2 separate regions of the Drosophila melanogaster genome follow, and region 2 is linked to region 1. Evidence: chromatin contacts called from public Hi-C data. All regions are on one chromosome and are shown on one strand. Each heading gives the region's core, a stretch centred on a gene start, on an enhancer-like site or on the middle of the called end of the contact. The rest is flanking DNA. Distances are from core to core; before and after follow the strand shown. Region 1 holds the start of sni (sniffer). Region 2 holds the start of PIG-T (Phosphatidylinositol glycan anchor biosynthesis class T).

Region 1 (3,358 bases), core at 851-3,350:
TCGCTTTGGCTGCCTTCTTAAGGAGCGGCAGACACGCCTTGGCCAGCATGATGGGCACAACCGTGTTGGTCTGCAAGGTGTCGAGCAGCTCCTGCGATCGAACGGCCGTTATCCTGGCCGATTTGGGCGCTATGCCGGCATTGTTGAAGAGCACATTGAGGCCTTGGTCCTTGGTCACGCCCTCGATGTCGGCGACTAGCTTGTCATAGGCATCGAAATTTCTCAAATCTGCACGGAAAATATATTTATATGCGAGAGTGTTTAGCGGCTGGTAAAACATAATGCTTACCAATCTCAAGTATGTGTATGTTCGAGTGGTTCTTGGCTAGATCCTCCAGCTCCTGTGGGCCAAATTGGGAAAGACAAAATGTTTGAATAAGAAGCACATTATTAGTAAAAAAGCAGTTTATATATGAATAATTTTCCAGTTAAATTACTGTAATTTTTAGAGGCAAATTTGGTATTTCATGAGAGTTTAAATAGCGCGCCCAACGAGCGCGTTAGTGCCATAATAACCGATAGACGATAAGTGCTGCTGGTGTGACCGAACAATAGTCGGCCCAGCAATCGACAAGCCAATCGACGTCTCCCTTTCGCACGCTCGTACGAAAGTACAAAAGCTATTGCAAAAGTTGGCTCCGCTTATTCGTTTCGTGCTTTCGCGAGTGCCGAGAGCCGCTACAATACACGCTTAGCAGTTTTTACATTTCCGCTTCGACTACAACAACATTCACTACCCGCCGTTGATCCTTGTTTTCTGTCTGATTTACGTGGAGCACCTACCAACAAGCAACAAAATAATGGCGCCCGTGCAAGGTGAGTTTCACAGTTAATTCGATTCCAATTGAACCATTCAATTTATGCATGCCCATTTGGACGATTAAAAAGCGGTTTGTAGAAATAGTGGCTCTTGTGGATTGTTCGCGTAGCTTCTGTAGTTTCTGTAGCTCGACGGTTGTGAGTCACCGGTTTTGTTGGATTACTGGATTGTCTTAGTAGAGAGACAACGCAAAATAAGAAGAAAACATCTCTCACCTTTGCCTGCTCGCGATTCCGGCAGGTGGTAAATAGATGCTGCGGCGGCTGGGGAAGATTGAGCAGCGCCTTGACCAGGCCCAGACCCAATCCTCGATTGCAGCCGGTTATCAGGATGGAGTTCATGTTTTTTTTTTCCGAAGATCCGCGATCGAGTTGCTCGAAATCTTATCGCGTCGTACTTGAGATAAAACCAATAAAGGGCGGCACTACTATACGGGTTCCGTGTGTTCTGTGGATTTCACCAGACCCGCAGCCAGATCTTTCCGTGCTTATCAATCGACTTTATTGCCGTAACACAAGCGTGAAAATAGTGAAATGTTAGGAAAAATTTTGACGGCCGGCTGTTTCGTTCGGACAGCAGCAGTGTTACCAACCATCCGCGAGTTATCGATACACTTGCGCATTGCCAAACGTGCGTTTCGCACATTTCCAATTGGCAAAGGGCAGAACAACTGTTGTGATGTTCAAATCCCAAATGGAATTTCGCAATCCAATGGATGCTCCTTTATGGCAAATCCATTTTATCCCAAACATTCTCGTTTTTGCGGTACGCGCTCTTGCGCCCTCTCTCTTTCTCGCTGCTTCTGTTACGTAGCCGTTTATCGGCGCCTCTGCCTGCCCACCGCTTTCGCAGCATTCCCGGCCGAACCAGCGAACGTGTTTGTGTTGTGTGTTCCGCCGTCATTTTTCTGCACCCTTTTCGCGAATAGTTTCGTTTCGCCTCCAGCTGGTAGAGTGAAACGCCAAACGTTGAAGAAGGGGAAAGGCCAACAAGATGAACTTGTGCAATTCGAGATTCTCCGTTACGTTCGTGCGGCAGTGCTCGACGATTTTAACGTCTCCTTCGGCTGGCATTATACAAAACAGAGGCTCACTGACAACAAAGGTTCCCCATTGGATTTCCAGTAGTCTCAGCTGTGCCCATCACACGTTTCAGCGAACTATGAACTTGACGGGACAGCGAGGATCACGCGACAGTACTGGAGCTACCGGTGGGAATGCTCCAGCCGGATCCGGTGCCGGCGCACCACCACCCTTCCAGCATCCACATTGCGACAGGGCGGCCATGTACGCGCAACCGGTGCGAAAGATGAGCACCAAAGGAGGTGAGCATCGATATCGATTGATATTCTGATTAGATCTTTGCTGTTGCCGCCGCAGCTGCTGCTCCTGTTGCCGCCGGTTGGCAACGCGGTCGATTGTCGCGGTTTTCTTGCTTGTTGTTTTTTCTGGGTCTTCTTGTGTTTAACCGACGCCATTATGCAATAACCGTTAGTTGCCTGGCCAAAAAGTCCATTACTCTGCTCTTATTACCTGGCTTATCGGGTTTCTGCGGCACGTATTCGCCAAGGGTTTATATGCCTGCCCGGCATTTGCTGTCTCACATTTGCACCGTCATCGTCAATCGTCATCGCGCACCCGCTCCAACTGGAATTGTACAGTCGGGGTCGCGCGAACAGCACTCGAAACTCGTATCATGCTGAAGTACATGATTTGCGCCATCGTTGTGGGCGCCAAAAAGAGCACATCCTCTAAGTATAATGGTCAACAAAGTTCTGAATCGCGTATAAATACTATGTCAGTCGAATTTTTTTAATTGAATTATGGATTGCTCATAAAACCATTACTCAATTGCAGCTTAAACAATATCAGTTATTTGCCTCAAAAAAGAATTACATCATATGACTTAACGAATTAATAATATTTGTTAAATTACATTCATACAAGTCACTTGTATTGCCATTTTGCCTTTAGCTGGTAAAAAAAAACTAATATCTATTTATATGAAGTTAAACGTATTTGATGTTTTAATTTGTAATATAATATAAATCCCACATGCCACGATCAAGTTTTCTTGTTAAATGAATAATTAGCCAATCGAGCAGATACGAAGCTTCTAATTCCGAAAACAATAGAAGAATTTACTTATAAATATATGCCATATTCTGATTTCAAATGGTAATTAAGGGTATAATAGGATTTCTTAAAGCACCAACGTGATATGTGTGATTTTTGTCGAATGCGGTGCTCTTGAACGAATAACCCTTTGCGGAATGTTCGAGAATCGCTTTATGATGATGATGATGATGATTTCACCATATCAGTCGGGTGCATTTATTCCCTTTATCTGTGTTTTCTATTTCGTATCTCTCGTATCCGTCGCTCAACGAGCGCCCGCCATCGTCTTTGATCTTTCATCATCATTGCTGAGCTGCGTCATCACCACTTCATTCCGCAATTAATTGCAGTGTGACGACAACAATTGTTTATTTGCACTCGCATTCGTACGTAGCCACCTGATTTCCCCCTGTTCCTGGCC
Region 2 (3,319 bases), core at 516-3,015, 160 kb after region 1:
AGTGGAGCAGCTTGAAGGTCAATCGCTGGCCTCCGTATTCGTTGACCCGCTGCGGCTTGCGACGTATGGAAAGGGTGTGCAAATAGGCGTGCACATACCACGGTATCACCTCCTGCAGCATTATGGGCAGGGCGTCGTAGTGCGAGTTCGTCACCTCCGTAACGATCCTGCCACGCTCCTGGCCGTGTCCCAATAGATAACGATGAACCGTCACCGGTGGCAGTGATGGCTTCGCCAAATTGCGACGACGATTTGCGCTCTTCGGCGCCAGCCAGGCGACATTAAACAGCCGTTCGCCGGCCTCTTTGAACTGCTCGTGCATATCGTAGACGGAATAGACGACACTATGCCCACCACGAGTGGTCTTCACTTCGTGCACGGGTTCTGGAACCAGCTGATAGCGCTCGCCCAGCTCGTTGCGCTGCACATAGATCTTGGAGCTCTCGGCCAGCTCACAATAGCCATTCAGTCCCATGCCGAACAGGCGGCGCAGCGAGAAATCATTGTTGCTCAATTCGAACAGACGGAGATCGTAGACCAAGTTGGCCGTCTGCGTCAGCTCCACAATGCAATTGTCCTCATCGTGATCCTCGCAGAGCACGCGCACCTTCAGGCCCAGCGAATGGTATTTGGTGTTGTGTACATGTCCCGAGTTGAGAAGTGAGGCAAAGCCTGAGGCACTACCGCATGGCAGTAGTTTCTTCCACGGCGTCAGATTCTCCGTGCACACGATCTCACGCGGCAATGTGGCATAGCGAACGAATCTTTGGCCATTGGCTGGCATAAATTGTGGACGAATCAAGTGCCTCGGTGCAATGCTATTCGTATTGTCGACGAAATTCAACGAGGCGCACAACACGCCCGAGAAAACGTTGGCCAACTCCTTCCACTGGCGATCCACATCCCGGTTGGTCAAATTTGCGCCACTGAACCACGCCCACATCTCGGCACCGCTGGTGGCCTCCACAATGGGATAGCCCCATGTCTCGTAGCGCCACAGTCCCTGGGTTAGGCCAATGTGCAGCTCCTTTACCGCAAACTGCTGCAACAGCTCCGCAATTACTCGAGGCGTCAATTGGGTGTGGTAAACTGAAAGAGCAAATGGTAGACACAATATAAGCATTTAATCGGTTAACCAGAAGTTCTAATGATGCTTCAATGGGGCGCATATGTATACATATATGTAGGAACACCTTTCGGCATGCAATGGCCTGTATTTTCGTATGCCGGTGGGTGAGATTCCCGCCCCATTTTTGCAATCGCAATGATGCGGACTTCGGCCGCTGAAAAAACTCACGATTATCCTTTTCGCCGTAGTGCCAGCGCGTGGTGAACTGAAAGTAGGTGTTGACATGGTCGCCGGACAATGGACGAACCACTAGCTCCTCGTGGAATCGTTCGTCATCGCGTCCCAAATTCGCGTCGGCATTAGGTGCAACCAGCAGCAGCAAGACAAACGCCACCGGATACATGCTGGCCCATAGGTTCAGTGCCAGTTCCTCCGCCCTTAGTCCGTTTCGGTTCTAACGACAGCTGATGATCCGTTTTAATGTATTTTATTTTATTTTATTTATATTTATTTATTTTTTTTGTGTTTAGGTTACCGCGACATCCGTAAATGTCGTGGAATTATTTGGCCAGCCGGATATGGAAATGCAAAATGGAAATTGCCACGGACTTAAGGTTGCAAAGATTTATAAGTTTATTTTAATTTGGTGTAGTAAATCTTTGATGTTTTCGTTTTTAGAGAGATGGTAGATGTCTTGGTATTTTTCCAGGGCTGGAAAGTGCTGCCTAGCAGTGTTGTATAACTTGTGGGATACGTTATCGATAACGTTACATTGGTCACACATGTTATTGTTTGTAACGTGCATTTGATTCAAAATATAATTGTCAAATGCGTTATCGCTGAGAAGTCTGTTAAAAAGAATTTGTACCAAAGCAAAAAATCCACCACATCCACGAGTTGGGCTTACAACTAAAGCACCATAAATGAGAAAGCGCGCCAAAATCGAGCATCATCAAAAGTGAGTAATAAAGGAAAAAGCGAAATAAAGTAGCTGCAATCTTACGGAATCGTGAGCCCGCCAAAAATTTGGCGTACACCCAAAGAGAAAACGCGAATAAGGTATAACAAATAATGCTCGGACAGCGAAAGAAGGAATAGGGAATCGAGAGAAAGATAAAACAATTTATTGGAATTCTTAGTGAAAAGTTAGAAATAAAGGAAAAAGTGGACAAAAAAAAACTGCACTTTCGATGTATTTTAATACTCAAATTTTATTAACATAGAAATTAACGATTAGACAGACCGTTTTCTGGCTGACCGTTTTATATACCGTATATACTGTGAAAAATACTACATAATACTCATGGGTGTGGAACACCGCTTAATCATTGGTTTATGTCCAGGATAAAAATTTTAAACGTCGTTTATACCTTTTTAAAACAATCTATAGTTAATCAAAAAGAATAAATATAAATAAATAAAGAGTGAAAACAAAGCAAGTGCATAAACACAGCGATCATTTATTATTATGTATATTTAACACACATATTTAATATGCACGCGAATAAAATGAAAAAGTCAACGGCAGTCTTTCAAATGAAAAAACTAAAAGTAACAAGGAAAGTTTTTTTTTTCTATAAATATAGAACTAAAACTATGATGAAAAAACTCATCATTTGATAATACTAATAAGTATGCTACTTCAGTTCTGGCTTCTTTCCGAGTAAATACATGATTTTCCAACTTCTTAGAAGTCATCTGCACGTTTTTGACCACAAAAACATCTTCTCCTTGAAATTATTTGTTGCACCTGGGTTCCTATAAGCAAAAGTAGTTTTTTTTTAGTGCATCTAAAAAGGCAGCTTATTGTAAGCAGCTTACATGAAGTCCACGGGGCTTTCAGCTCTTTAAATTTCTTTCTTTTGCGTTTCCGGGTGTATCTAAACAAGAATTTCGAAATGGTTTTGATTAAAGTGCTCATCTTCTTGAAAGCGCAGCACTTGTCTACTTACTGTGCCATTGCTTTGGGGAAGTTTTGCTTCCGATTCTTAGTCCTGTCGTTGAGCTTGCATCTGCTTTCGGTCTTTTCAATCTGTGGCTATGATTATGATGCAGTTGCTCCTCGCAGGAGAAGACGCGACTCTCGTCCTGCGATATCCACAGTCGCGCTTTGCACGTGCAGGTGGAATCACCATGCGATAGCCGGCTTGAAATTTAAACTAATGTCGCTGCAGCTAAGGACTTTGTTCGCATATCCAGAGCGGTGGAGAATCTGCAATTCAAATTGTTGTATATGTATATATTGTATGT

What was found. Hi-C and Micro-C count contacts between places; a contact is called where the count stands out from the background.
Region 2: a Hi-C map of the Kc167 cell line shows a contact between it and region 1, with 3 times the contacts expected there. The contact joins the promoter of PIG-T here to the promoter of sni in region 1. A contact is called at or near these places in 26 of 107 Hi-C or Micro-C datasets (the D17-c3 cell line, the Kc167 cell line, the ML-DmBG3-c2 cell line and 7 more) and 4 of 6 datasets of contacts at active chromatin or transcription factors (the Kc167 cell line and the S2 cell line).

The regions. Positions count from the first base shown.
Region 1 is chrX:8,241,916-8,245,273 of dm6, forward strand. sni (sniffer) reads right to left here and starts at 2,101. Exons shown (of 3, transcript NM_001298083.1): 1 at 1,036-2,101; 2 at 290-341; 3 at 1-228. The coding sequence starts at 1,161. Trxr1 (Thioredoxin reductase 1) reads left to right here and starts at 613. Exons shown (of 4, transcript NM_078527.3): 1 at 613-816. The coding sequence starts at 801.
Region 2 is chrX:8,405,498-8,408,816 of dm6, forward strand. It overlaps PIG-T (Phosphatidylinositol glycan anchor biosynthesis class T), which reads right to left and starts at 1,766. Exons shown (of 2, transcript NM_132247.4): 1 at 1,298-1,766; 2 at 1-1,089. The coding sequence starts at 1,472. It overlaps lawc (leg arista wing complex), which reads right to left. Exons shown (of 4, transcript NM_001258650.2): 2 at 3,022-3,281; 3 at 2,891-2,949; 4 at 2,511-2,827.